Linked DNA regions of Mus musculus: regions 2, 3 and 4 are each linked to region 1. Evidence: chromatin contacts called from public HiChIP or PLAC-seq data. All regions are on one chromosome and are shown on one strand. Each heading gives the region's core, a stretch centred on a gene start, on an enhancer-like site or on the middle of the called end of the contact. The rest is flanking DNA. Distances are from core to core; before and after follow the strand shown.

Region 1 (4,744 bases), core at 622-3,121:
CATGGCCCACATTTAGGCCTGTGTGGGGCCTGTAATCTCCCTTTGGGGCCTTGGGTCCACCCCTATCCTGTACCAAGGCTTCCCAGGCCACAGAAGCGGGCTTATTCCAGAAGGACTCAGAGCCTCTCCAGCCACTCTCTACAAATCCCAGCCAGAACCCTGCACTTCACACACACTCCAGGGGAATTAGTCTCCTCTATACAGGCTCCACATATTTATTCTGACTCATAAAATGCCTGATCTCCCCAGCTATGTGTAATCTGTATGTCCTCATTCTCTCTCTCTCTCTCTCTCTCTCTCTCTCTCTCTCTCTCTCTCTCTGTGTGTGTGTGTGTGTGTGTGTGTGCTTTATGTATGTAGCTGTTAAGAGCCCACAGATTGCTGACAAATGAATCATCATTTGGGGAATAAGTGTTGGGAAGACACCGCCTATAAATAAGACACCAGTCCCTGACCATTCTGTAGCCAGTCAGCACCTGATCCCAGGCACCCCAGAGGCTTGGGGCTGGGGCTGGGACTGGGGGCCTGGTTGTCTTTCTCCTCAAACACCAGAGCATACCTTTCACAGGTATTTCTAGCTTGCCTGGAGTCTCTGAAACTTAAGGATATAACATGTGCAATCAGAGGAGAGTAAAAGGCAGGACAGGGGGCTAAAGGGGATCAGAGATGATGTCTAAAGATCACAGTAGGATTTTACTGCTGGCAGGCATGGGGATCCATTCACTGTACAAATACTTCTGAGAATCCGCATGTCCCTGCCCTGGGAGCTAGAACACTGTGAGGAAAGTGGCTGGCCGACTCTCCCCTCAGCAAGCTTATTCTCTATCAAGAGAAGCCGAATCTAACCAAGCAGAAAAGGCTACTTTTAGGCAAAGTCATATAAAAGCCACGAAGAGAATGGGATGACCCTATGGAGAATGATAGAGAGAGGCAGAGATGCTTAGCTGGGGTGGTCAGGAAAGAGCTGTGCCTACACATTGAGGATGGGTCCTATGGAGAAACTTCCAGAAAAGGATGGAGGAGATGTCTGTGTCCCACTCATGACCCAGGGCTCACTCTGGATCCGAGTTGGGAAAGTCCGGTTAGAGTGAGCGATGGCCCCGAGAAGCAGCAAGGCTGATGAAGGTGTGAGATGGACAGACGGACTGTCTTCTCCCCCATGATACACTGGGAGAAATAACCGCCCCAGATCCAAGATGACTTCCTGGTCCCTCCTGCAGGTAGCAGTGCTGAGCTACACAGATGGAAGAGTCACGTGAACAGGACATTTACAGACTGCCCCCTTCCTCGAGGAAGCCACCTTGGTCTACTATAGGCTATAGCACCCCCTCTATCCCTTCCCCAATCTCTTAGTTTTCCAGCTGACAGAATAATTCAACTTGGAACCGATATCTCTCTCATGGTTTGTACCTGAGCTGGGTCCCATCGGCTTGCTTCTGGTCTTGTGGTTCTCCGTTCTTGAACATGCAAAGGATGTTTGAACAGTCAGGAAATGGTCTGACTGGGGTTCTGATTGGAAGTTCCAACTACAGCGAAGGGGAGGTGACTGTATTCCTGATCTCAATTGTCTTAATTCATTATCCACTCACTCCTGAGCGTTTTAACACGTGCCAGGCCCTGAATCCCGTGCTAGGGAGCCTCCATTAGGGCTACCTCGCCACGCCCTGGCTCCGGGGCTCCCAGCGTTGTGGCGGTCCTCTTCCTCTTGTTTTCAGGTTCTATGTCCCAGGACAGGGAGACGCTCAACCTCCGAAGCTCCCATCTATTCCTGACGTCAGGTCCGGAGCAGTGCCGCCCCCAACCCTGGGTCCCGCGCGCCTTCGAGAACTTATAGCCAGCGGGAACGCGGCGCGCCCCGAGACCCACATCTGGCAGAGCGGGCGCGCGCGTGTCACTAAGACGCTCATTAACCTGCGCAGCTGTCGCCATAACAACCGGAGCCCCGGAGTCCTGGCGACGCTAGGGCGGGGGTTGGGGGCGGCGGCCTCGGGAGGGACCTGGCGGGAGCGGGGGCGGTCCACACGAGCCGGGCGCTGCAAGCTCACCCGCGGGCGGGAGGGCGCCACGCACGTCGCCGCGGCCGTCCCCGCGGGCGGGGACCGAGCCCGCCGACGAGCCTCCGAGCAGCCGCGCGCCGAGCCCCGACTCTATGGCCCGCGGGGAGCGCGCCGCCGCTGCGCCGCCCACCCGCAGCCGGAATCCGAGCTCCAGCACCAGGCAGAGCGCAGCGGCTCGCGCCGCGGGCCGGGGCCCAGGGGCCGGGCCGCCCCGGGCGCGGGGCATGGGAGCCCGGTAGCCGGGTGGCGCGAGGACCCCCACGGCGGGCAGGACCCGCCGAGCGAAGACCGCCAAGCCCAGGGAGAGCCGGAGACAGCAAACCGCCCGCCCCCGGTCGCAGCCCCGCCAGGGCCCTCCCCTGGCAGCGCGCACCCGCGCGCGCACACACTTGCACACCTTTCCTCCGCTCCTGCCCAGCCTTGCCTGGCTCCCGCCGGAGCACCCCCGGGGGGCCGATGCCATGGGTAACAACTTCTCCAGTGTCTCCTCTCTGCAGCGAGGAAACCCGAGCCGCGCGTCGCGGGGCCACCCCCAGAACCTCAAAGGTAGGCTTCGCTGACCGGGGAGCAATTGCAGGGAGGGTTGCGGCGCAGGTGGAGTGGTGGGCAGGGGTGCGGTTGGGGACGACCGGCAGGTGCCACCTGTTGTGTGCATTTGGAGGGCGGGAGAGGCGCTTCTGACAGTGGAGGTGGGCTGTGGTGGCAGCTGACCGGTGCTGATGGTGGAGATGAGGGAGGATGGCGGTCGGTGGGGGTCTGCGCAATTCTCCTTATCTGCCCTGGCAACGTCACTGGAGTCCCCTCCAGTGATGCTAAGCGGTGAGAAGAGGTGGGAAAAACATTTGCCGGCTGGATAGGGCAGTGTGGAGGGAAACCTAGGTTTTTCCAGATGAGCCTCCCAAGAGAGTCATTGTGGTCTTTTTTGCATTTGCCTAGGGCTGGGGGAGATCCCGCTGGAAGCACTAGTTGCATTTCCAAGCAGAGGGTCTTAGAGATTCAGGACTAGAAGGGCAGACGCGTGCTCCCGGGGTCTTTGCAAGTGGGTGATCTTTTGCACCGTCTGAGTCAGGTTGTTTGGTTTTGTTTGTTTATTTGTTTGTTTGTTTGTTTTGTGCATCCAAAGACAAAGTATCTGGTCTGAACCCTAGAAAGAGGGGAAGGGAGCTTCCAAACAGATGGAACGTTATCGGGAGGGTTTGCTGTCTATGGCCCATCCAGCACCCTCTGGGGGAGGCCCGAGGCTCTGCCCCAGGCCTTCCAGCTTCCAACATGTCTCTGACCTTTGGAAGATGCTGCTTGGTTTCCTGGGCGCCTGGACCCAGCTAATTCTCTCTGGAAAGCTGATTTTTTTTTTTTTCATCTTTATTAGAGACAGGTTGCACTTAGTTCTAGGGGCACAGTGATAGCTAAAAGTCCCAGGGCTTCCTAAACAGCAATAAGAACAATTAAAAAACAAAACAAAACAAAACCCACAGCATGGCACAAAACAACTTAAGTTCCTCAAGTCTCCCAGGATATGACTAGGGTAGTAGAGTACCCTTTAGCCCAGAGCCTTGGTGTTCATGGAGGATGTTCACAGGTCCCTTTTCAGGGAGTACAGACATTCTCTGGTTTTAGTCAGCAGAGCAACAGTAACCATATTCACTTTACAGAGGAGGGGAACTGAGGCTTGTTTCTTGAATTAGAAACAGCTAGGCTTCAGACCCTAGAGGCTTGGAACTCTTGTCTCTTCTTGCAGTTAGCTTCAGGATGGAGAAGGGATGACAGATGTACCACTGTCCTGCATTCTAACCCAGTCTTTCAGAACTTCACCTCTACCCTGCTCCGGAAAATTAGTGGGTCTTGGTGGATTTCTGGAAATTAATATGGTGACACTTGCAAAGGTCCTCTAGTGTCATGTTTATTGACCTTGTAATTCCTCATAGAACTGATGGGAGGAAAATGGAGATGCAGGTGGTACTTACGGCCATTAGGATGCTCCTGACAGTATCACTTAGACGAGGAACACAAGCTAAATGCCTAGGAATCATGGGGGAGGATGTGCCATCACTAAGATTACATTTTCAAAGACTCTGATGACTTGGGGAAGTGCTCACAGCATAAGAACGGTTTGTAAAGCGACAAAGACTTTGTGACCCCCGTCCCCTCTGTGCTTCCCATTTTGCTAAAAGGCGGTTATGTCGATCGAAAGGAAAAAGCAGTAATTACAAATAAATAAGAGCCAAGAAGGAACATTTCTCAAAGGTGCTGGGAAATGAATCATATGGGATTTCCCTTCTTTTTTTTTTAATTTATGTTTTCTTTAAAAAATGTGTTCAATAAAAATAAGTTAATATTTTTAAGTTAGTTTCATATATATATATGTATATGTGTCTATCTGCACACACACACACACACACACACACACACACATATATCCCTCTCCCCTTCTCCCCCTCAGCCTCTCTTACTTCCCTTCCATCCTTATGAGCGTCCCTCATCTCTACCTGTCCCTTTCTTAGGTTCATGATTTTTTATTTTGATGAGCCCCTCCCCCTCATTTTTAAATCGAGGGCCATCCGTGTAACCAGTGGGTTCGAGCTATGCGCTGGTGTCTGCTGCGGTCACTAGTGGACACACCACTTTCCCCTGGATCTGTCTGTAGAAAACAGTTAGGCAGTGAGAGGTGGGGCCCTCGGAGTCCTTCC
Region 2 (5,103 bases), core at 1,659-4,158, 190 kb before region 1:
GATAATGAAAAGGCAGTACACACGCACGCACACACAACACATACATATATGCACACAATACACACACATACACACAGGCATACACACATAAACATACAACACATACATACATACATACATACACACACACACACACAGACATACACACATAAACACACAACACATACATACATGCACACACATACGCATACACACACACACAGAGGCATACACACATAGACACACAACACATACATACATGCACACACACACACAGGCATACACACATAAACACACAACACACACACACACACACAGAGGCATACACACATAAACACACAACACATACATACATGCACACACACACACAGGCATACACACATAAACACACAACACACACACACACACACACAGAGGCATACACACATAAACACACAACACATACATACACGCACCCACAGATTTTATTCAGCTGTTAAAAAAAGAAATTATAATATTTCTAGGAAAATGAAGAAAACTTTAAAATTGTATACTAACTGAGGTAACCCAAGGTCAGAAAGACAAATGTTGCATGTTCTCCTCATATGCAGATCCCAGCTTTGAATTTTTAGTTTTTTGCATTTCATACCTGCAGAAGCCAGAAAACCAGAAGAAAGCCGTGGGGGGGAGGGGGGGATGGCCGAAGAGGGGGAGGGAAGTAGAAAGGTAGAGATGCTTCAGGAGGGAAAGGGTGGGGGATGGGGACGCAAGGGGGTTAGGAGGTTAGCCAGACTGAAGGAGATATGAAAAAAAAAAAAAACCCATAAGGGAACCTAATATCCAATAACCCCATTTAAAATGCAATTTTAATTTCAGCCGGCCGTGTTGGCACACGCCTTTAATCCCAGCACTAGGGAGGCAGAGGCAGGCGGATTTCTGAGTTCGAGGCCAGCCTGGTCTACAAAGTGAGTGCCAGGACAGCCAGGGCTATACAGAGAAACCCTGTCTCGAAAAAAAAAACGAAAAAAAAAAAAAAAAAAGATGTAATTTCAGTGTTGGAGAGATGGCTCAGCAGTTAAGAGAACCTGCTGCTCCTCCACAGGATGTGAGTTCGGATCCTAGCAGCCATGTCAGGCAGCTCACGACTGCCTTAGGAGTTACTGCACTGGAGGGCAAAGGAACAGGGCCAGGCTGAGCGAGCAGGGGCACCGCCTTCTCTTCCAATGTGCGAGACACTTACAGCATCAGCTCATGGCTACCAGAAGAGGCCTTGCTGGGATGAGTTTTTGAGTAGTCAGAAAGAAGTCAGGAAGGACAAAGGCAAGAGGAAGGGAAGGGAGATATAATGATGGGGGTGGGGTGGGGGTGGTACTAAGGTCCCCAACCCAGGGTGTGTACTCAGATGAGAAGTGGTAAAAGAAGAAAGGGAGCCATTACTGCCTTTAAAAAACCATGCATGTGTGTGTGTGTGTGTGTGTGTGTGTGTGTGTGCGCGCGCGCGCGCACACACACATGTAGCAGCTGGAAGACAATCTCGGGTTTCATCATCAGGCCATCTGCCTCCTTGGAGACTGAGCCTTTTCCTGACTAGACAGCCCCAGGGATCCTCCTGTCTCTGCCACTCCAACGATGGGATTACAAGGGCACACCATCACACCCAAAAATCTTTACATAGGTTCTGGGGATTGAACTCAGATCCTGTGCAAGCATTTTACCAACCGAGCCATCTCCGAAGCCCAAGGCCATTTATTTTCAAAGAGAGATGCAGGCAGGCAGGCAGGCAGGCAGGCAGGCAGTTGGGAGCAGGCTTGGGTATTGGGGAAGTAAGCAGGCTAAAGACAGGACGTTCTGGCCAGAAACCAGAAGGCTGGCATTGCTGAGCCCCAGTGTCATGACAAGATCCGGGGTGTGCCTGACTGAAGTGGCAGTCATGTCGTCACAGGTCGGGAATGGTGAAGTGATTCAAGTCTGGTAGTTCAACATAGTCTCTACATGCAAGGAGCTGAAGCAGGGGGATTGGTGTGAGTTTGAGGTCATGGGTGGGATATGCAGGCAATTACAGATCAGGACAGATTGTAAAATGACATCCTGCTTTTAAAAATATATAATAACCAAGAATCTGAAATAAATGATCCTCAGGAATCAGAAAATAAGTGTCTGGTAAGTTCTGTCTTCGGAGGGTTGAAGAAAAGGCCCAAGTAGGGAAAGTGGCTACAACTCAACCGCTCAGGTCAGGAAATGCTGTGGTCTTGCTTGAACAAACGGTCCTTACGCTACAGCCTCCACGAGAGTCAGTACAACTATCCAAACACAGATTCGCGGGGCCAACAGTGGCTGTGCTCTGGGGCTAAGGAGCTACATTCTAAATTCAGCTGCTCTGGGGTCCAGAAATCATGTCGTTAATGACTCTGAAGATGGTGGTTCACGGCGCTGAGAAGCCGTGCTCACAGAGAGGAAGAACAATGAGTTGGCAGAAATTCTGGTCAGCTCTATATCGCGCTGAGGAATAAGGAGCTCAATTTACAAGTCCCCTCTGGGAAAGAAAACACTAACAAAATGCGTTTTAGAAAGACAAGGCAGTTTTAATGAAAAGGGGTGCCACGCCCTGAAGAGACCCAGGGGTCTCCCCCTCCCCCCCAGGGAAAGTCATTGTGCAGAAAGATAAAACTGTTCTGTACCCATTACCCAGCCGCACCCTCCTGCACTCCTAGGAGACTGCTCTGCTGAGCAGATAAGTAGTGTGGTCTCTAACAACCACACAAAAGACCTGCACAGAGCCAGGTGGGGGCACTGCCTGCTGTAAAGGTCTGCCTGAGTCACCCCTGACAGGAACCAGCTTCTCCTAGCCCTGGAGTTTTCTTCACTATCTGTGATTGGGCTCCCCTAGTCTCTGGGCAAAAGAAAGAAAGAATAAATATTAACTAAAGGTGCAGCTGTGGCAGGGTGCCCAGGCACTCCCCTCCCTTCAGCCTCCTTGCCCCCTGACCCAGAGGCTGGAACCAACCGCTGGGCTCTCAGGTTCATGATCTGCTTGGCTGCTCCTGCAGAAAGAGGGGAGAGGCGAGCATTTCTCTGCATAGCCCTGGATGGCAACCAGCCATTCATTGGCGGGAGGGGCCTTTACAGGTGGCTAAAGTGATGTATAGTCACTGCTGGGGCCTCCTGGACTCAAGTAGCTGACCCATATGATCTCCAAGTCAGCCAAAGCCAAGGCCCACATTCCTTCCATGTGTTACACTTCACCAGTTGTTACATTGTGTTATATTGTGTTACATTATGTTACATTAACCAGTAGCCAGCTAAGCAGATTGTATTCGTCACTGGGTGGTAGGGTGGGATAATTAGAGACCCAGTGATAAATTATTTGTTCAATGAGAATAATAATGCCTGCCTCACTCCTTGGCTATTGAATTAAAGAGATGTTAAAGAAATGAAAACTAAAGAAATAAATTCGTAAGTATTTTTTTTTTAAAAACATCTTTCAGGATGGGGAGATGGCCTTGTGGGTAGATACCCAGAAGCCATTGCAGTAGTGTGCATTGCTGAACTGCGTCCTGCCTTGCCGCTGGGATGCCTGGGCACAGCTGGCATGCAGCTCGGGGGAGGCAGAACGAAGTCCCCAGAATGGTGGTCTGCTGCGGGGTCTGGGACCTATGCCGTGGTTCCCAGTCTCCTATGTACCTGGGCGCCACTGGCATACAGCTGGGAGTCGGGGCACAGGGTCCATGGTCCATGCTTCCCCTTGGGGCATCCATGCACTGGACAGGAAGGGGAAGACAGAGTCCAGGAAGGGCGGGACCAGTCTGATTACAAGTGAGCTCTGGAAGAAGAGAGAGAAGGACTTCTTCGGGAGTTTAGGCGAGGCTCTTTAAGATGAAGGCCTTCCCCGCAGCTTGCTTGGTCATATTGGTTTATTTGATGGTGGATATTAATTGCATACACTTCACTCAGGGTGAACCGGGGATCAAATACCTTTTGCGGGAAGGAGTGCACAGGAAGGGAAGCTAATTGGCTGAACCCTCAGGGGCTTATCTAGGTACCTCATTAGTGTGGAGTACTTGAGGTTTTTTATGCCACATGACTGATCACCACGGTCCTCAGTGGGGTGTTGTGGTTTCTGTTCCAGGGCAGGTAGAGGCGGCAGGGAACGGCTCCGCTCCTGCCGGTCTCAATCCCGAGATCCCTGGGACTTGCGCTCACTCAGCCTGACCACTTCTCATGCCTGCCTGGTAACAAGCTCCCATATGCCCTACAGTGCATCATCCTAGCATTTCTACAGCAACACAGACAGAAGAATTCCCAGACGCTTGTGGGCCACTTACCCTAGGGTTGCACCAGAGAACAAGAGACCCTATTTCAAACAAGATGGGATGCAAAGACCAACATCCAAAGTTGTTTCTGATCTCTACATGTGAGCCAGGGCAGGTGTGGTGCCCACACTCACAGACATGAAAACACACGTGCATGCACACACAAACACACAGACACACCAGACAGATACATGCAAACATATCAATAGTTTTAAAAGAAAGTGGGGGGTGGCAGGGAATGGCTCAGTGGGTAAGAGCACCTGACTGCTCTTCCGAAGGTCCGAAGTTCAAATCCCAGCAACCACATGGTGGCTTACAACCATCCATAAAGAGATCTGACTCCTTCTTCTGGAGTGTCTGAAGACAGCTACAGTGTACTTACATATAATAAAAATAAATAAATCTTTAAAAGAAAGAAAGAGAGAGAGAGAGAGAGAAAGGAAGGAAGGAAGGAAGGAAGGAAGGAAGGAAGGAGGAAGGAAGGAAGGAAGGAGGAAGGAAGGAAGGAAGGAAGGGGAGTGTGGTGTCTCGTGCCTTTAATCCCAGCACTCAAGACACAGAAGCAGACAGATCTCTCTGTGAGCTCAGTGCCATCTGGTCACCGTGGCAAGTTGTAGGTCAATCAAGTGCTACATAGTGAGATCGCAAAAATTAAAAAACAAATAACTAGCCGGGCGTGGTGGCACACGCCTTTAATCCCAGCACTTGGGAGGCAGAGGCAGGCGGATTTCTGAGTTCGAGACCAGCCTGGTCTACAAAGTGAGTTCCAGGACAGCCAGGGCTATACAGAGAAACCCTGTCTCGAAAAACCAAAAAAAAAAAAAAAAAAAAAACC
Region 3 (5,192 bases), core at 52-2,551, 140 kb after region 1:
GCTTCCAGGAGCAAGGCAGTTCTTTGTCCTGTTTGGCCACTGTATTGGTGTGACATTCATTAAACAAGCACCAAGCTGGCAAATGGACAGGCTGGGTGCCATCTCGGCTTAAAGGGTATATGGCTGGATGTGCCGTCACATCTTTCCTGCTCTTCAACTGATACTGTGGACACTCCCAAAGACAGTATGCCCTGCTAGCCTTATACAAATCCACAAGCCAGAAAATGACTAATCACCTCTTTCAGGAAGCCTTCCCAGACGCTCCACCCCCGAGGGAATTCCTAGTACATTTCTTACAACCATATAGTTGCCAGTCAGTCTGTAATTCCCACAGTAGTGGCTGAGGCAGGAGAATCAGGAAGGAGTTCAACATTAGCCCGGGTTGCCAGTCAAGAAACCTGTCTCAGAACCAAAACAAATGCAAACCTCTACCCATGTTCAGGAAGGCTGGGGCTTAACACCACTAGTGTGGCCATACAAATGGCCTGGCGTTTCCAGTCTCTTGTGGTGCCTCACCCCTCGGACACACCCCTCCCTCTGCATGACTGAGTCTGACTCACATGCCAGGCAGGTATGGCTTCAGTCCACCTCGAGACGGCCCTTCTCTTCCCGTTTACCTCATAAATTAATGAGAGGCTCAGAGAGGAGCTGAAGAGGCACATGTAGTTCCCACAGCTCATATAGAGACAGCCGAAACACACACTCATGGACTTTCCGAAGGTTCAAGTCCGCCTCTCTTCTAATCACAGAATTCTGGTCTGTTTACACACACACACACACACACACACACACACACACACACACACTGTCCTTCTGACACAATGACCCTTTGCTTAGACATGTCACAGGAGCCTTTAATCCCCAAACTCTCATGCCCAGGCTTCAGAGAGCCAGTTTTAATGGGTGGGGCCTCAGTGTGAATCACTTTGCATAGCCCATCTTGTCCCACGGTTCAGATATGCAGCCAAAGTGAGAGGCACTGTTTAGACCTCTGTGACCTTTGTGAAGAAGGGTCTTTCAGGGTCTGTGGCCAGAAGATGCTAGGAGATCAAAAGAGGCTCTCCTGGGAGAGCCTCCCATGGGCCTGGTACTTTTCTCTCACAGATGTGGGGCTTTGCAGCCACAGCCGTACCCTCTGGAGACTCAGAAGCTGAGGTGTACCCCATGAGTGCACACAGGCAAGCCCCAGGCAGCCCCCTGCGAAGCCAGAATTGTATTTCAGGCAGAAGCACAACCCAACAGCTGGGCAGAAGGGCAGCCCCGCCTCTGTACACACAGTTGGCAGCTTCTGCACCAGCTAGCAATAGACTGGGCATTGGGCTGACAGGCGCCACCCCCTGTCACCCTCTCGACTGTGCCCTAGGGGATATAAGTGCTTGTCAGTGCAAGTGTAACACAACTAAAAAGCAGCCAGACACCGAGAGGACCTTAAGTGTGAAAAAATGAGGGAGAATACAAGATCCAAATGGGGGCGTGGGGGCCAGCGGCAGGAGTTCTGTAGCAGTTGAGAGCCTCCAAGTCCCGGCAGCACCACTCATGCAAGTCCTCATCAGGGCCTCTTGGGGTCAGTCCACACTCAGCACCCAACTGCAGCACAGTTCCCACAGTAGGCTCCACACAGCCTCGTGTTGCACGTGTGCAACGTGAATGTCACGAGAGGAAGCAGCCTCCTCAGCTGGGACAGACAGTACCCGAGTCTATGCCACCGAGCACATTCTTAATTCCTGCGGCACACGTGGCCTACAGGTGCCGCTGATTCTTAGTCTCTAAGAAGGACCCTGCCCCACCTGCATCCTCAGACACCTGGCACACAGGTGGCGCCAGGTGAACACTGGAGTTTGGGATTTTTACAGATCCATGCTGTTATCTCTGTTGACTAGCCCAGGCATCCATCAGTGGTAGACACTGAGTGTGTAACAGATGTACTTCCAGATAGATGCTGCGACTATGTGTCCGTCTGGGTAAAGCAGGAAGGGCCTTAGATCCCAAACGGGGACAATAAGTGACTGAACAGGAAGCGGGGAAAGGGACAAGAAGCTGGGGCAATGAGGAACAAGCAGCCCTGGGATCGAGGCCAGATGGCGGACAGGGATGTGAGGACAAAGAAGAGGTGCCAGCAAGGGGACAGATATCAGCTCATTTTGATCCAAGCCAAGAAAAATTTGAGGCAAGATTTCAAAGCAGAGGAAAAATCTACACACTCACGGGCCTCATCCAGTCTGCCTGGAAAACTGGCTAGATCCTCTAATGGCTAGGCTAGCATTCTGGGACTCAGGAAGGTAAAGCGAAGAAAACCTTCTCCAGGGTCACACAGCACGGGCAGGCAAGCTGTCACTCTTCTTGGGAGACAGCTGCACTAGCTGTGGGTCTCTCTCTTCACCCCCAGTGCCAACAGGCTCCCAGCTCTCCCCTTGCTCAGGCATCTACCTCTTGGGGTGCTGCTGCGCGCAGCGGTGGAGGGCACTAAGATGAGAAAAGGCTTGGTGGTGGGCGGTGATGTCATCTGTAGCAGCAGCCCTGGATCCCCTCCAAGGCAGGCAAGGCCTGGAAAATTGGGATCTGGAGGCGTCTGCCTGATGGAGGGGGAGGGAGCCCCTTGTGCTCAGATGAGGTTTTGGCTCTGCTCAGAGGGGTGGGCCCTTCTAGAGAGCACTGCCTCTCCTGTGTTAGAAGGGGCCTTTGCACAAGAGGTGGGTCCTTATGCTTTATTAGAGCCCTTGGCTCAGCCTACCGAAGGGTCTCTACCCTACCCCAGCCTCAACACCTGTATTCCTCCGATTACCATCTGAATAGAAATTTGGGGGGGGGGGTTGTTGTCAACTTAGGTTTCTACAGCAGACCTTTGCCAAGTCACTTCCTGGCTTCCACACCCTCAATGGGCTCCTCATGACTTAGAGAATAAGGGACAAATTCAAACCCAGTCTTTCTTGTGATTGGTGCTCCCCTGGCCCTCTGACACTCCTCCACCATTCCGCGTAGCATCCATTATTCAGCACATGAACTGAGCGCCCACGGTGACCCCATGTGCATTCGTCCTAAGCCTTTCCCGTAGGCCCTACCGTCGCCCTACATGCTTTCCCATCTCAAGCCTACCTCAGCATCTCTGCCTCTTAGGAGGCTCCCTGAGCACACCAGGCACACAGCATCTCTCCTTCTCTCTCGGGCTCTTGGGTGGGAATGGCTCTCCAACCAGACCATGTGCTTCAGACTAGTCACCTCTGATACCGGTGCCATAGGACATGACCCAGACACAGCCATCACCCAACATTCCCGAACACAAACTTAGCATCAGTGTCAGAGGCTCTGGGGTGCAGTCCTGCCTTGCCCTTGCTTGCTCTGTGACCTTGGGGAGGACACTTTACCCTTCCTGAGTTTAGGGTCCTCATCTGTAAACAGGAACAGGAGAGGGTCTGTGAAGGCGCTGAAGTTACAGGGGCGAGAGCCCCTGTGTAAAGCACAAACAGCTGTTCAGAGAGCAGAGGCTATGGGAGCCTTGGGAGGAACTAAAAGCCTCGCTACCAGAAGCAGCTCATGGAAAAAGGTACAGCACCAAGAGGGTGGAGAGGGTTAAACACAATATGCCTCTCCTAGACCCACCTCCAGGCAGGCATGGGCCTACCAGCTGCAGAGAGCCAGCTCAGAGCCACCCCGAGCCACTGCAGGTTGGATGCCAGGCTAAGCAGACCCAGGACCCCTATCCATTGGGATCTCTGGCATTAGCCCGTCACCTCTGAGTTTCCTGTCTAAGAGAATTCCCCCAACATTCCAGCAGAGAAACCAAAGCTAGGACACTGTAGCCTTGGACTCAGTTGGCTGTCCCTGCACTCTAGGGTGGGGACTGGGGTGGGGGGGGGCTGCCTCTGGGTCCAGAGAGTTGGGCTCATCTCGGGAAGCCAGGCCTTATGGCAGCTCTACCACAGGTTCTCCATAACACTCCCCACCCTGGGCATCCCAAGACCCAACGGTCCCTCACGGCCGGTTCCTCCCAGGCTGCACTGGGCCTGCTGGCCTCCCAGCTATACGTCTGGTGAATAGAATGTATTGCTGTGGGCCAAGTGCGCTCTGGCTCACTGGCGTGATCAGAGGGGAAAGAGGGCCAGGAGCCCAGTGACTAGCTCAGGCCCAGGCCAGCGTCATAGGGAACAGTATGGGACAACCAGGAGGGAAGGGGGTCCACCCCCACTGCCTTCCTTCTCTCCTGGCCTCTCTTCCAGGAGGCTCAGCAGCTTCCATGCCAACAGCAGCCAGCAGTGGGAGGCAGTCCTGGGGGGGGGGGGAGCTTGAGCTTTGACCTAGCAACTGGCCCAAGACTCCTTCTTACCCTAACCATCTACCATACCTCCCCATCCCCTTCAGCCAGAATATTTGCTCTTCAAAGGGAAGGCTCCTGTTGAAGACCCTTGTGGAAATGCCACCCCTCTCCCACCATGGACTCCAAGCACCATAGCCAAGGCTAAACTGACTCTCTACCCAGATGGACCAGATACAGGCTAAGTCCCTAGGCACCTCACTGGGCAGCTAGAGGCCTTGGGGCGATTCCAAGGTCTGGACTACTGGGAAATGGGGGCTGTAGTCCAACTCGTCACACTCACAGAAAGGTCCCTTTTGTACTCCAGATCTCTTGCTCCCCAGAGAGATCTCTGGAAGGTAGGTTTTGGTTATCAGGGTCTGAGTACCTCAGGTTAGAGATGGCTGTCTCTGGCTATTCTCCTGGGAAGGTCACTGTGATAAGGCCAAAGATGACAGCAGCCCACCCTCGTCCTAGCACAGCAACACACATTATGTGCCTTTGGGAAGGTTGTGCAACCCCTGCAGGGCAGCACAGGCAGGGCAGGGCTGAGCCGGGATTCAGACCCACAGGCACTGGGCCAGTACCCATTCACTCACTGTGATACTTGGTCACCACTCTACCAGGCTCCATGGCTCATCTGAGGATGGTAAAGGGCTCTCCCTGCAGGCAGGGGGCCCAGGGAGTAGAAAAGCACCACATGCAGGTGAAAGGAGGCATGCCTAAAGGACGCCTGTGGGCACCAGCGCCTCGGCACACATGCTGGGACACACATGTTCACACGCATGCACGCAAGACAGTACCTGTCACGTCCTTCTTGGGAGACTCAGCCCAGCTGGACAACCACACTTCCAGGTCCCCGAGAGAGAGCAAGGAGAAGCAGGAGAGAAAACCGTTAGGCAGG
Region 4 (4,782 bases), core at 2,184-4,683, 180 kb after region 1:
GGATTACTGCAAACTGAAGGCCAGCCTAGGTTACAAAATTAAGACAGTCTCACAACAACAACAAAAACCAGTTAAACACACACACACACACACACACACACACACACACACAAATCATGATACAGTGAGTCCTTCCATGCTTCAATTCACAGTAACAAAACAAACAAAACAAAACCAAGGAAAAAAGCCTAGAGAATTTGAATTTTACTTTTTTAAGACTCTACCTTAAAGGAGGGACCACAACGGCTAGTGATTTCTTTACTGACCTCAGATATCCCCTACAGCGCTTATGAAGTAGTTTCCTCCTAGATTAAACTATTCCTTTTTTTTTTTGTTTGTTTGTTTGTTTGTTTTTTGAGACAGGGTTTCTCTGTGTAGCCCTGGCTGTCCTAGCACTCACTTTGTAGACCAGGCTGTCCTCGAACAATTCCGTTCTGCAGAAAGGCTCCTTAAGATTGAAAGTCAGCAACTCAAATAGCTTCAGGAAGTTCCTGAAACTGACCAGACTCACTAGGCCCCTCCCCCATCCCTAAGAGTAAACAGTAAAGAGAGAGCCATTCTCCCACAAGCAGAATTGTAAACAAGAAGCAGAGATTGGGCATGTAGCCTGGAAAGAAGCAGAGGCCAGGAGAGTTGTCTGGAAGAGGCTTTAGCCAAGTGGGCCACCTGGAAAGGACATTCTCCAACCTGTTAAACTGTCTGCAGGGTGTGTGCTGTGCATCAGATTCCTAGCTTTGTGAGCTGTCACCCAGGCCGGGGTGGGCTTTCGTGATTCATCTGCCTGTGAGTCATTCCTGCTCCTGTAAATAATCCCGCACCCATATTTCTGAGCGTAATAAAGTACGGAGCTACCTGCTAGGCTCGCCTCAACACAGTCTTCCTCCCCCTCCCTTTGCACTGCTGGCCACTCTGCACTGGCCCCATGGTTATTGTGGTGGAGGCTTTTTAGGGGAGCCAAGATCCATAGGCAAACTGATAGCATCGTCTGAGACAGGGGACTAAAGGTGGGCACTGAGGGGGAGATGAGGTTGGGCTGTGGACAGGACGGACCTGGGAGGGATGTAGCTAGGCTGAGATGATAGAGCATCTCTGCACAGATGGGAAGAGAGTCGGACTCTGTGGGTAAAGCACTCTGCCGAGGTCAGAGGGCTGCTAGGTTGCAGAGTTGGGGGTCCCAAGACCCCTGTGATATGGCTGCCCCTTTGCTTTCAGATTTCCCAGGAATCCCCTCTGCTGTGAGGCTGCCAGGCCTCCTTGGGGGCTCCTGGATCCCAGGGAAAGGGAACGAATGAATGCCAAGTCTAGATGTCTTCAGTGTGTCAGGCCAAGAGGCGGACTTAATGAGGCCGCTCCACAAAGGGGCAGGCGGCTGCCACATTCCACACAGTGGGCTCAACAGGCAGGCCAGCGGCTCCCAGCCAAGGGCCTTTGTGGCTGGGGAAACTCAGCAAAGAGCCTCCCCACGCCAGCTTGGGGGCTTCCCAATGTCCTACCGACTGTGTGTGTGTTACATTTCTGAGCGTGTCCAAGTGTAACTCTGATGGACCCCAAAGGCCAGTCCAGCACTGGGGTGTCAAGACTTAGTTTTCAGGCCTAGCTTTGCCTTCTTTATGCCTCAGTTTCCAGGATTAGACTGGGTTTTATCAGCTCTAGGTCTCCCACAGACTTGCTTCCCTCGGGTTCTGGAGCCCAGATAGGGGCAGGAATGGTGGCAGTTGCTATTGAACCACCCTTCCCACCCCCATTAAACACTGCCTTCTCAATGGTGGGGAGACGGGAAGAATCCCTCATTGCTGTCCCGATTACCGATCCCAACAGTGACAGGAGCCCTACATTGGTCAAGTGTTCCCGCCATGTAGCTTCGAAACCACGTCTCTGACAGCGCTTGGCTCACCGTGACATGCCTGTGGTAGATATGCCTAACCCCATTCCCTAGAGACTCCCCAGGAGGCTGCTCCCCACCACAGCCTCTCCTGTATATGGGCCCCATGGGTTCTCCAAGGCCCATGGCAGGAGCCCTCCTGGACTGGATAGCTGTTAGATTGCTTCCTATTCAGCCACTGTACCTGAGACACCAGCAGTGCAGCCCCCCTGAGCATCCCTGCCTCTTCCAGGCAGCACAGACCTTGTGCCCCGAGGCAGTGCCAGTCCAGTCTCCACTAGGTAGGGTCAATGTTCACAGTAGCACCAACTAGATGCTCCACTCAGTACTGTATCTGCAGAGAACCTACTGGGTCTCAGGTTCAAAAGAGCTCACTCCTTATCTCTGGGGCTGTGAGACGGAAAGAAGATGTCAAGGTGGCTGTGAAAGAGATGGGGAGGGAGGGTAAATCAGACGATGAGGCACTGAAGGGAGAGAAGAGAAGGAAGACAGGGCCCTGGGGTTAGAGCTGGGGAGGTTGGCTTCCCAGGAATAGGACATGAGAGAAGCCCAGTGAGTCACCCTTAGCACAGTGTACATCACCCATGTCTAACTCACTCAGGCCTTTGGGACTCCCCACAATTGCTGTGTGCCAGTGGGCTGTATGTGGGCTGACAGGGGTGCTGGGCATCCCTGGAGTCAGGCACGCCTATAGCTTGAGCTGCTGGCTCCTGCAGAGCTGTTACTACTAACACTGGCTGCCTCCCTCCCTCTCTCCCTGCCCGGTGTCATCTCCCAAATGAACTGCAAGAACTGGGTATGACGGATGGTAAGCCAAGGTAAATATTGCTCTTGGGGTGATCTGGTCTCGGTGGTATGCCTGATAAGGCCCTCTCAGTCACTAAATCTGGGCCCAATGGTACACAGACATCCATGCAAGCAAACCAGCCGTAATGCAGTGGTGATACACTTTCCAGGAAGAGTGGTAAACATATTCTGAAATTGGTAGTGATAGCCACACAGTGGGGACTGGGCTGCTAGTTGTCACATCAGTGGTACACTTGAGACCATTTGAAAGGCTGGATGTAGCTGGCGGGGGGGGGGGGGGGGGGGGGAGCGTCTGAGCCTCAGCACTGAGTTAGACTCTCAGGCTCACAGCCTGTCAGTGGCAGTTCTAGGCTGGGTGGGACACAAAGTCAGCTGTATGCACTCTTGATCACCCCCACCTCCACCTCTACCTCTGCCCCAGTGACAAGTAAGCTGGCTACCTGCTAGAGAGCCAGAGGGATTGATTATAGTTAGTGGGAGGAAGCCTAGATTTTTCTGGGTGCTTCTTGGAACAGGCTTCCTGTGCCCACCAGATGGCGCCCATCCTTAGAGTTTTATCCAGGAGCTCTGGAGGCCAGAGGAAAGTCTCCAGGACCACCCCTGGTGTCTCTATAGACATACACCTTGGGGTGGGGGTGGGGAGGGGGTGGAGATACAGCCATTTGCCTCAACTGAAGTAGGGATTACCAGCTTCCTGGGAGAATAACAATAGACAGACAGTACCAATGCAGGTGGCTGTAATACTCAGTCTTACCACCAGGTGGCGAAAGATACACACAGATCTGGAATGAGGCACTGGTTCTAAGGATCTCAAAGTTAGACTGGCGCTCAAACTCCAACCTTAAGCGCCTTACAGACCACTATAGCAAAGGATCCTAGGGATTTCAGAAAGCTTGCTCCTCACTTTGAGGTAGTGTTTGTTTGTTTCTCTGCTTGCTTGCTTGTGTTTTCTGCTCTTATAGCCATTATACCTAAGTTGTTACACACTTGGACCACAGCAATAGGCACCTAGTTCTGACAGGACCACAAGATATCAGAGCCAGGAGGAACTCAGAGACACCCAGATTCTGTCCCCATATCTGATGCCAGTGTCGATGGAGCTAGTAATGGCCTTGTACCCACCTCCTCTCAGAACACTTCCTAAGGCTCCTTCAGAGACAGCCTCTTTCCTGAGGTTGGCTGCAGACTCCCTCCGGGTAGGTGTCCCCACCTGCTCTCTGACTTGAGTAGCTGACCATCCCTTGGTCTCAGGTAGAAGGCCTTTATGCTCTTTATGCGAGCCTCCGAGCACCTGACCAGGCTGGCCCGGTGCTGTGGGAAGCCCTGAGCCTACACAATCTCTTCTCCTGCCCCACTGGATCAGCAGCTGCCATTGTTAGAAGAGCCCTGGGCCTTAAACAATTAAGCACCAAGTAGGTGGAGGTGGAGCTGGGTTCAGCACCTGTGATGCTATCTGCTGCCTCCCACAGGGTGAGCACTCCCTTGCAGTGCCTTCCTCCCTCAGACTGAGTTTCCTTGCCAGGGATGAGGCTGTACCTCGGACATTGGCCCCTGGGCCTCACAAAGTATATAGTCAGCTGATGAACAGCCTTCTCCCTGGTGCCATCAGAAGGCCTGCGTCAGAGTGGAGAAGGCCCAGTTTTAAGTTCAGCTCTGATTTGCACTGTCCCTGAGAGGTCACCAACTGGGGGGTTATACTCAAGAGTAGACAGCTATGGTCAGAATGAGCCTTTGGGCTTTGAGGAGAAAGGGGCCACCCGTCCTGGGGGAGGCAGAACACCTGCCTGCTGGATAGACCTGCGTGGGTGGGTAGATGGGGCTTACCTGTCCTGATGGAGATGCCCCAGGGTACCTGGGCCTCAGCCATGAGACAGGAAGTATGTGGAAATGAGAGACACCCACACCCCAACTCCTCCCAAGGCTGGGGATCAGGGGAGAACAGAAAGCACAATGTGAGAAAAATACCAGGACCCCAGGTCACCCTGTAGAGGCACCCCTATATTTTCCCTACGCTCTTGTTTAAGGGAGCCAGAAACCCTGTGTCAGCCCTGACGACAGCCTTTCGGCCTGCACCAAGCCCTCACTGACCTTTG

The links. HiChIP or PLAC-seq counts read pairs in DNA pulled down with a chosen protein or histone mark.
Region 2: a contact with region 1 is called in an HNF4G HiChIP or PLAC-seq map of pancreatic cancer cells. The contact joins the enhancer-like site here to the promoter of Neurl1a in region 1. A contact is called at or near these places in 5 of 484 Hi-C or Micro-C datasets (the Ba/F3 cell line, the G1E-ER4 cell line, the N1E-115 cell line and 1 more) and 1 of 115 datasets of contacts at active chromatin or transcription factors (pancreatic cancer cells).
Region 3: a contact with region 1 is called in an HNF4G HiChIP or PLAC-seq map of pancreatic cancer cells. The contact joins the enhancer-like site here to the promoter of Neurl1a in region 1. A contact is called at or near these places in 4 of 39 promoter capture datasets (the C10 cell line, cranial neural crest and liver), 1 of 15 datasets of contacts at CTCF or cohesin (the NIH/3T3 cell line), 10 of 484 Hi-C or Micro-C datasets (adipose-derived mesenchymal stem cells, bone marrow-derived macrophages, cerebral cortex and 5 more), 8 of 115 datasets of contacts at active chromatin or transcription factors (cardiomyocytes, embryonic basal ganglia, embryonic fibroblasts and 4 more) and 3 of 9 other capture datasets (adipose tissue, liver and pancreatic islet).
Region 4: an HNF4G HiChIP or PLAC-seq map of pancreatic cancer cells shows a contact between it and region 1. The contact joins the enhancer-like site here to the promoter of Neurl1a in region 1. A contact is called at or near these places in 12 of 39 promoter capture datasets (the C10 cell line, the HPC-7 cell line, cranial neural crest and 8 more), 43 of 484 Hi-C or Micro-C datasets (3T3-L1-derived adipocytes, the CH12 cell line, ECoMG myeloid progenitors and 29 more), 16 of 115 datasets of contacts at active chromatin or transcription factors (bone marrow-derived dendritic cells, bone marrow-derived macrophages, craniofacial prominence and 9 more) and 2 of 9 other capture datasets (embryonic stem cells and liver).

What each region holds. Positions count from the first base shown.
Region 1 is chr19:47,176,949-47,181,692 of GRCm38.p6, forward strand. It overlaps Neurl1a (neuralized E3 ubiquitin protein ligase 1A), which reads left to right and starts at 1,872. Exons shown (of 6, transcript NM_021360.4): 1 at 1,872-2,603. The coding sequence starts at 2,519.
Region 2 is chr19:46,986,008-46,991,110 of GRCm38.p6, forward strand. It overlaps a transcript of Nt5c2 not described here. Among named protein-coding and RNA genes, the nearest start is that of Ina, 26 kb to the right of the region's middle. Within about 2 kb of position 2,909, at least 127 of the 459 cell types and tissues checked have an H3K27ac peak or open chromatin away from gene starts, as enhancers often do. A contact at or near this core is called in the Ba/F3 cell line, the G1E-ER4 cell line, embryonic stem cells and 1 more, where this site is marked.
Region 3 is chr19:47,315,185-47,320,376 of GRCm38.p6, forward strand. It overlaps Sh3pxd2a (SH3 and PX domains 2A), which reads right to left. Exons shown (of 15, transcript NM_008018.4): 7 at 5,092-5,136. Among named protein-coding and RNA genes, the nearest start is that of Gm29834, 31 kb to the left of the region's middle. Within about 2 kb of position 1,302, at least 150 of the 459 cell types and tissues checked have an H3K27ac peak or open chromatin away from gene starts, as enhancers often do. A contact at or near this core is called in the NIH/3T3 cell line, adipose tissue, cerebral cortex and 6 more, where this site is marked.
Region 4 is chr19:47,353,313-47,358,094 of GRCm38.p6, forward strand. The region is part of intron 5 of Sh3pxd2a (SH3 and PX domains 2A); the gene reads right to left. Among named protein-coding and RNA genes, the nearest start is that of Gm29834, 69 kb to the left of the region's middle. Within about 2 kb of position 3,434, at least 40 of the 459 cell types and tissues checked have an H3K27ac peak or open chromatin away from gene starts, as enhancers often do. A contact at or near this core is called in bone marrow-derived macrophages, embryonic cerebral cortex, hippocampal neurons and 1 more, where this site is marked.